Linked DNA regions of Zea mays: region 2 is linked to region 1. A link is a contact called in public Hi-C data. All regions are on one chromosome and are shown on one strand. The core of a region is the stretch at or near the end of the contact, and the rest is flanking DNA. Distances in the headings are between cores, read along the strand shown.

Region 1 (3,785 bases), core at 787-3,286:
TCTGCTGGGCAAAGTCGCAGAGCTGACGTTGGACTTCACCTAGTGTCGCGGCGATGGACGCCAGGGACTGCTAGAGGGCAGTAGCTGCCGTGCTATCTTCCTCATCATGACCTGACATATCTGATACCAGATTGTAATGATCTCGACTTCTGAGGTTGTATGAGTGGGTAGTAGGGCGAGGCCTTGAGGATTGAGGGCGAGAGGGAGCCGTGCTGGCGCACGGCTGAGACAGAATGTGGCAAGGAGCAATACTCTTCTTAGATTGATCTTTGCTAATCCTCCTAGGTACAAACTAAGGACTTTATATAGTCCAGTACAGGCGCACATAAACTGCTGTCGCCCCTATTTATTCTCTAACAAACTCCTACTAATTCTCTTTTGATATCTAATCTAAACAAACTTATCCTTATCCCTCTAATCTTGATCTCCTGGCGTGGCCTTGCCTATGGGCTGCTTGGGCCGCCTTTCATATGTTTTACCCACCATAACAGATAGTTTCTACATCCGAGGCCGCTTACAAAATTTGAATTTCAAATTTGAAAACTCCACAATAATTTTTCTATGATAAGATGATTTCAAATTTAAAGTTTGTCAATTTCAAAGTTTCATTACATTTGAAGACCTACAACTTTTATTTTGGTGGTTTTTTTCCATCCGAGGTAGTTTGAAAAATTCAATTTTTAAAATTCAAACATAGTTTTGCATGATAATATGATTTCAAACCAAAACATTGTCAACTATAAAGTTTCATAACTTTTCAATACCTACAATTTTCATGTTGGTAGTTTTTGCATTCGAGGTCGTTTTCAAAATTCAAATTTTAAAATTTTTAAATCCAGACGTAGTTTTCGTTGACAAGATGACTTCAAATGAATAAGTTACGAACTACAAAATTCTATAACTTATCAAGATCTACAAAGTTTATTTTGTTTGTTTGGTCATTTGTTAATCCGACATAATGGTTCTAACATTATTCATAAATTTTGTACATCTCTCCTGTAGTATCATAAACTACGATAGAGATATATATGTTTTATGAACAAATTTATTTTTATTTTGTAATATGAGAAATGATTAAAATATAAATTGTACATCTCGAGAAGTTATACAAATCTTTAGTTGAAAACATTTTCATTTGAATTAATTTACTGCTTCAAAATATGATTTTTAAATTGTCTTTGCCTAGTGTTGAAAAAAACAAGCTCTTTAACTAGTGTCTAAAAAAACGCTCGGCAAAGAAACTCTTTGTCAAGTGTCAAAAATAAAACACTCGGCAAAGAGTTTTATTTGTCGAGTGTTTTTTTACCGAGTGTTTTTTGTTTGACACTCGACAAAAAGCTTATTTACCGAGTGCTGAAAAAAGCAATCGATAAATTATTTGGCATTCGGTAAAGAGCCGAATTCTGATAGTATATGTTGTGGCCACGGACTCACTCACGAGAGACCTAAACATTAAATGTTCACAAAAGGGGCTAAAATAATAAAGAAAATAGAGTCGGCGTGCACGAAGATGGACGGACCACGGATAGTTACGTGCACGTACTTAGGTACGTACATCCCTGTTCTGCATTTGCATTCTATATATATAAAAATACATGCACACGAGCGGGGAATGATGTGGGAGGGATGTCGGTGGCTCCCCCTGGATTCCACATGCATGCATGTTTGCATAGGCGTCGATCACTCACATGCATGCATGGCGGCCGCACATGTATGCCCATCCCTCAAATCAGGTTTTTATATATCGAGATCTAACAAAATTGCAGCGACCTAAATGTATAGTTTTAAAATAATATTTATATAATAAAGTATATTAAAGTATAGTTGTAGTGTATATCCTTGTACTAGCTAGGGACGCGTCTGTGTCTGTGTCTGTGTTTGGTTGGTTGGTTGTCGTTGGCGTGACGACGTGCGCATGGATCGGCCGGACAGTCGCGCGCCATGAATTGAATCAATCAAATCAGAGTTGCACGAGGGCCTCTCCCTTGTCGTGGCATGCGGCCGGCCTCTGCATCGTCCTCCTCGCCGTCCCGTCCCAGGCCGGACCGGATGGATGCCCTCTCGCTTTCCTGTTCCTGCTGCTGTGCGCCTGCTCAGCACCCTGGTTCGTCCATGCACGCATGTGACTAGTCGCGTAGCTAGCTAGGTACGGACGGTGGAGCCAGCGTCGCAAAAATTACGTACGGGTCAAATCCACACTCTCGAATTCTATTAAAAAAGAAAAGAAAAGGGTGAGGAAAAGCAAATAAATAGACAAACACTCGAATTTTTTCTATAACAAAGTACGTAGTCGCATAAATAAGACAAGGAAGAGGTCCACCTAATTATTGATTTGTTAGGAACCTAAGCCCCCATCATGCATGCTACCACTACTCCCTTCATCAAGGAAGCATTTACTATCCCAAACCGAGGTTTGTTTGCAACTTTCGCTCGAACAGGGGAGTGCCGTGCGTGCGTGTCTATGGCCCCGCTGTTGGACTGCTGGAGCGAGGCCAGCCATAGAATAATTAGCTAGGAGCTACGCGCGCTACGGCGACGACTGAGCTTTCTTGAAGTGAGCAAAAGCTCGCGACTACCGGCCGGCCGGCCCGCCGGATTTGCGCCAAAAGGAAAGGAAAAAGAGCGGGGCGGGCAAATGAAACCTCATTCTATTCGTTAGCAATGCAAGGACTAGTCCTCCAGGATATGCATGTGCATGCAATATTGGTAATGCAAGAAGAAACTTGGCATATAGTGACGACCACGACGACGACGCGTTCCAATCTCCAGGTCATGGTTGTACGTAACTAGTACTACGACTACTCGTTGGCCACTGGGTCGGAACAAATAAAGCGCACACGCGTACGTACGTACGTTAGGCCTTGTAGCACACATGTAATTGAAGGAGGAGAATGGACATCCCACTCACCACATAGATAGTAGTACGTGTGGTCGTAGTAGCCAGCTATAGTGAGGTTATCTCCAGCGGCTCTTCTATCTTATTTTCTATCTCGTCTCCTATTCTAAAGTTCGCTCTGCAAACAATACTATCTATATAGTAAAAAAAAATAGTGTTTTGCACAACCTTACGCACGATCATCCGCTGAATATAACCTAACAGTACTTGGGTATGCACAAGATCGACTAGCTATTAGCTAGTGATAGTAACGAGTCGCCACGGTCGTAGGGGGGTGTCCAAACATATCGTTTTTTATACTATGAGCTAAAACGAAGCGACTCGTTAGTCATGGTGGGCGACAATGACGACGACATGGTAAAAAGTAGTCTAAAAGATATGTTAGTGCTAAAAAGCTTTAACTAGCTTTTGTAGCTAGTTAGCTGTCGGACATAAGTCTAAGCCGTCAGAAATAGATTATTTCCAACTGTCAAAGTCTTATCTCTGACGGTACCCAGCCCTAAGACGTTACAGACAAAAGACAACGTTATTTCCGACGTTGGCCATCGGATATAAGCTACCTCCGACGGCCACGTCAGGCCGTCGGAGATTATTCGATGGCCACAAGCCCTAACATAAACAATCTAAAGGTATATTGTTGCAGTAGGAGCGCGCGAGCGTGCAAGTGCAACCAATGCAGCGAAAACAGGAGATGGTTGTTTGACGATCACATGATGCATGACAAGAGGCGCCACCGGGAAAGCAACAGCGCGCAAGCTCTGCGTGCGTGCGTGCGTACGTGCACACTGGCTCTCCTCTAGAAAAAACCAATTAAAGGCGTGCATGACAGCTACCCGCGGCCCGGCCTAGCTCTCATCATTATCAAATCATTGAAAGGATCGGATCGAGC
Region 2 (3,785 bases), core at 607-3,106, 120 kb before region 1:
TAGAGAGAGAGGAAAGGAAAGGATGGGGGAAGATCCCTCCTTTTGCTCGCAACTCTTTTTTCTTTTATCAGCAGCCGATGAATTCATCGGTTTTCAAGGGGCGCCATCATTCTGCCGTGTCGGCCTATGGCGTTGCCTCTCTGGATATCGGAGGGCGGCAGCAAGTGATGAAAAATGGTGGCGGTAGGTGCTGTAAAAAAAATATGGGAACGTGTCCCATTCCACTTTCAGTCAGGTTTGTTGCCGAAACCAATGTCAACAGCTACGACAATTTGTCCACTGAGATGCAATATTAGTCAAAGGTGAATCTGTTAATCTTTCAACCGTGGGCCCCACGGAGTTACTGCCCCTTTCTTTTATTTTTTGCCATCAACCTGCTGCTCTACCCGTATGTTCTCTTTCTTGCTGTTTTTTTCCTTCTCTTTCTTATCTTTCTACCCCCTCAGAGCCCAGGAGTCAGAAGGATCGCACAGCATCAAGAAACAACAGAGGCAGCAAAAGCGAAAGAAGAAAGAGCCAAGATCGAGGGCAGCATCAAGATTGCATATCTGTGTGTATACCACATACCTCCTTGGTCATCTCCTGGATGTCGACGCGGCGTCCGGCCCAGCCGTGGAGGTGGGCGCGCATGAAGGCGTCGATCTTGGGGAGGAGCGCGGCGCGGATCATGTGTGGCCGCGTGAGCGCGAGCATGGCGCCCCGCATGGCGCGGTGGAGCGGGCCGTGCACGGCGGCGATGTTGTTGGGCCCCAGGATGTCGAGCATGGACTGCGGGTAGCCCGGGACGAAGCCGGCGCCCTCGCTGGCCAGCGCCCGCCGGTTCAGCTCCGGCTCCATGCACACCACCGTGGGGCAGCCCAGGATGTGCGTCCGGAACAGGCTCCCGTACCTGCCATGCCCACCACCAGGTTCCTGCTTCAGTCCCCCTATGTGCTTGCTTTGCTGTTACTGTTAGCAAATGGTTTTTCTTTTTACCATGTCTAGCTAGCTTGTTTTGTTGTTGTTATTATTATTATTATTATTATTATGCTTATTATTATTCTGCAATAGAAAGTCGGTGTTGTTTTCCCTCTCCCTCTCTCTCTCTCCTGTCTGCCAGCAGTGGCATCATGATAAGGTGGTGGTGCTTTTGGTTTAGGATGCTGATGATGGCACGGTACTATGATAATCAGCCAGCAGAGGGCTGGAACAGGAACAGTGCTGTGCTGCGAGCTTTTGGGGAACACGACACTGATGCTCCGCCTCTGCCTCTGCTCCTCCTCCGGATCGCCACTTTTCTTTCTTTCTTTCTGCTACTACTACACTTCCTTTCTAACAAATGATTGATGCGGGCGGGGAGTGACAGACAGACACACACATACTGCAGACGGCAAGGCGAAGGCAAAGCAAGCAGGGCTCGCGCTCGCGGGCGCGCTACTCTGCTCGACTAGTGCTCTGCTCTTGCCTCTTGGAAAGACGAGAAGGGAGAAGAGGCAGAGCATGGGACGGGCGAGAGAGCGAGCGGAATGCAGCGCAGACGGGGCGGGCGGGGCACGGTACCTGAGCCTCCTCTGCTTCATGAAGCTAGGCCCCTGCTTGAGGAACTCGGTGGTCTCGCCGAAGAGCGGCCACCCCATTGTGCCCGGCGGCAGGCCCCGGCGGCGGCTGTACCGCAGCTCGTTCCACCGCAGCAGCAGGCTGCTCGCCAGCACCACGCCGAGCACGGCCAGCAGGAGCAACAGCAGCGCCATCTCTTGTGTCTCTCTTTCTCTCTCGTGCGTGTGCTGCTTCCAACAGGACGAGCGAGGAGAGGGGAAGAGTGGTGGTGGTGGTGCTCCAACTCCCCAACTCCGAGCACCGCAGAGCAAGGAGGAGGGGTGTGCTTTGGTTGCTGTTGTACTGGGTGCCGAGCATCCCTTTATATAGGCCACAGGCACACACACACCAGGTCACCTTGGCGAGACCAAGAGCTTTTTTTTCTCAGTTTATTATTTGTCACTCGGTGCCTTTCCATTTTTCTTTTTCTTCAATTTTCTCAAACTCTAATACAGAGGAGGAGCTAGGGTCCACATTCCAAGGCGGAGCGGATTGAGGCTTGACCGTGGGGTCACGACAAGCGTCAAAGCTCCTTGTGTGTGCCGTGCGTGTGCGTGTGTGAAATGTGAGAATCATGGTGCTTGCTAGGCTGCTGCTGCTACGGAGATGGAATCACGCAAGAAGAGATGAACGGCAAAGAAAGAAAGAAAGAAAGAAAAATGGAGCCACAGCGGCGGCAGCAGCGGCCGCAGTCCGATGACCTCTAGCTATCTATCCATCCATCCATCCAGTCCAGCTCTGCAGTGCACTGCACTGCACTGCTGGCGTGTGCAGTGGCCGGGCGCGCATGCTCGGCATCGGGAACGACGCTTGCCTCGCGGCGCGGTGCCCACCCAACCCATGTGTGCGCGTCTGCTCCTGCGCGGCGCACGCTTGCTTGTTTGTTTCCAGGCCACTGCGCACCGCCCCGCATCTTGTTGTATGCTGTACGGCACGGCCGCTTATTAGGAGGTCTTGGATCCGCTCCAGTAATAATTCCAGCGCCGGCTTAAAAAAAATTAGCCGTGGTAGATCTCAACAGGCCAATATAATAATAATATATCGAGTAATAATTATTCGCTGGATAACTAGCCAATTCTTAGACAATAGTAGTCAATAGTGAGTTTAACTATGCTGTCATGTCATATATGGTCGATTAAAAGTCTACTCATAAAATAACCCTATAATAATAAATAAGTTATATATTTTCTCCTATCTCTATTTCATTATTTTTCTTCCACGTTATCTTAAATCTGACGTGGCATATTTTACAGACGACACACATCATCTTAGTATACTTGGTCTTAAAACATATCCAGCAATTTACTCATACCTATATTCAAGCTACACTCTATAAACAGTGCAATTTACAATGTAAAATAATGCAAAAACGGTGTTTTTAGTGACCATATAAGTGCAATGTACAGTAGTTTACTCATATGGTCACCAAAAAAATCATCTTTTTGCACTGTGTTGCACTGTAGATTGTATTGTTTATAGAGTGTAGTTTAAATATGACTATGAGTAAGCTGTTGTAGATAGTCTTAGCTGTATATATTAAGCTCACAACCTATGGCTTTGGCCTTGAAACCTTTCAAAAACTAAAAAAGACGGTCGAAAGCCAAAAGGCTTTGAATTAAGTTTTCGGCATTTGGGCTATCTCGAGCCTTTTTTGCTTTCGAAAGGTGAAGTCTAAAAGCTCCTAAGAAACTATTATTGTTTGATTTAACTACTCTAATATTTGAATTGTTACCTGGATGCTCAATAAATAATTTATGCGTTGGGTATATACGGGGGTTGTTGTTAGCTGGTTGTTTGGCTAACGGGTATCTCATTAAACCACTCGAACGCTAGCTAATATATAGCAGTTAATACTAGCCAAAACAAAACACTCCTTGGTTCCCCCACATTCTCCATTAACGCAGGGTCGTATATAACGGGGTGCGGAGGGTGAGGCCGTACCAGACCCAAAAAATAGAGGACCCCCTAACTACTAGACGCTAGCAAATTTTTTGTTAAATCTATTTATTCTAGACACAAATACGCAAAGAACGATTGCGCTATCGACCAGTCTCGTTTAGATTATTAACTAATGTCTCAATTACTTATGAATACTCCATCCGTTTCAAAATAATTTAGCTCTTGATTTTTATGTTCATATTAAACTAGATGACGATGAATCCACTAAAGAAGCAAAATAAATTCTATTTTGATATAGAGAGAGAGTACTA

Evidence for each region. A called contact is a pair of places that touch in the nucleus more often than the background predicts.
Region 2: a Hi-C map of tassel shows a contact between it and region 1, with 4 times the contacts expected there. The contact joins the promoter of LOC100193331 here to the enhancer-like site in region 1. A contact is called at or near these places in 12 of 25 Hi-C or Micro-C datasets (bundle sheath, ear, endosperm and 5 more) and 1 of 3 datasets of contacts at active chromatin or transcription factors (leaf).

What each region holds. Positions count from the first base shown.
Region 1 is chr1:255,102,477-255,106,261 of Zm-B73-REFERENCE-NAM-5.0, reverse strand. No RefSeq gene overlaps it. Among protein-coding and RNA genes, the nearest start is that of LOC118476156, 4.6 kb to the right of the region's middle. Within about 2 kb of position 2,036, at least 18 of the 20 cell types and tissues checked have an H3K27ac peak or open chromatin away from gene starts, as enhancers often do. A contact at or near this core is called in bundle sheath, ear, endosperm and 3 more, where this site is marked.
Region 2 is chr1:255,221,846-255,225,630 of Zm-B73-REFERENCE-NAM-5.0, reverse strand. It overlaps LOC100193331 (putative cytochrome P450 superfamily protein), which reads right to left and starts at 1,856. Exons shown (of 9, transcript NM_001138467.1): 1 at 1,540-1,856; 2 at 568-889. The coding sequence starts at 1,730.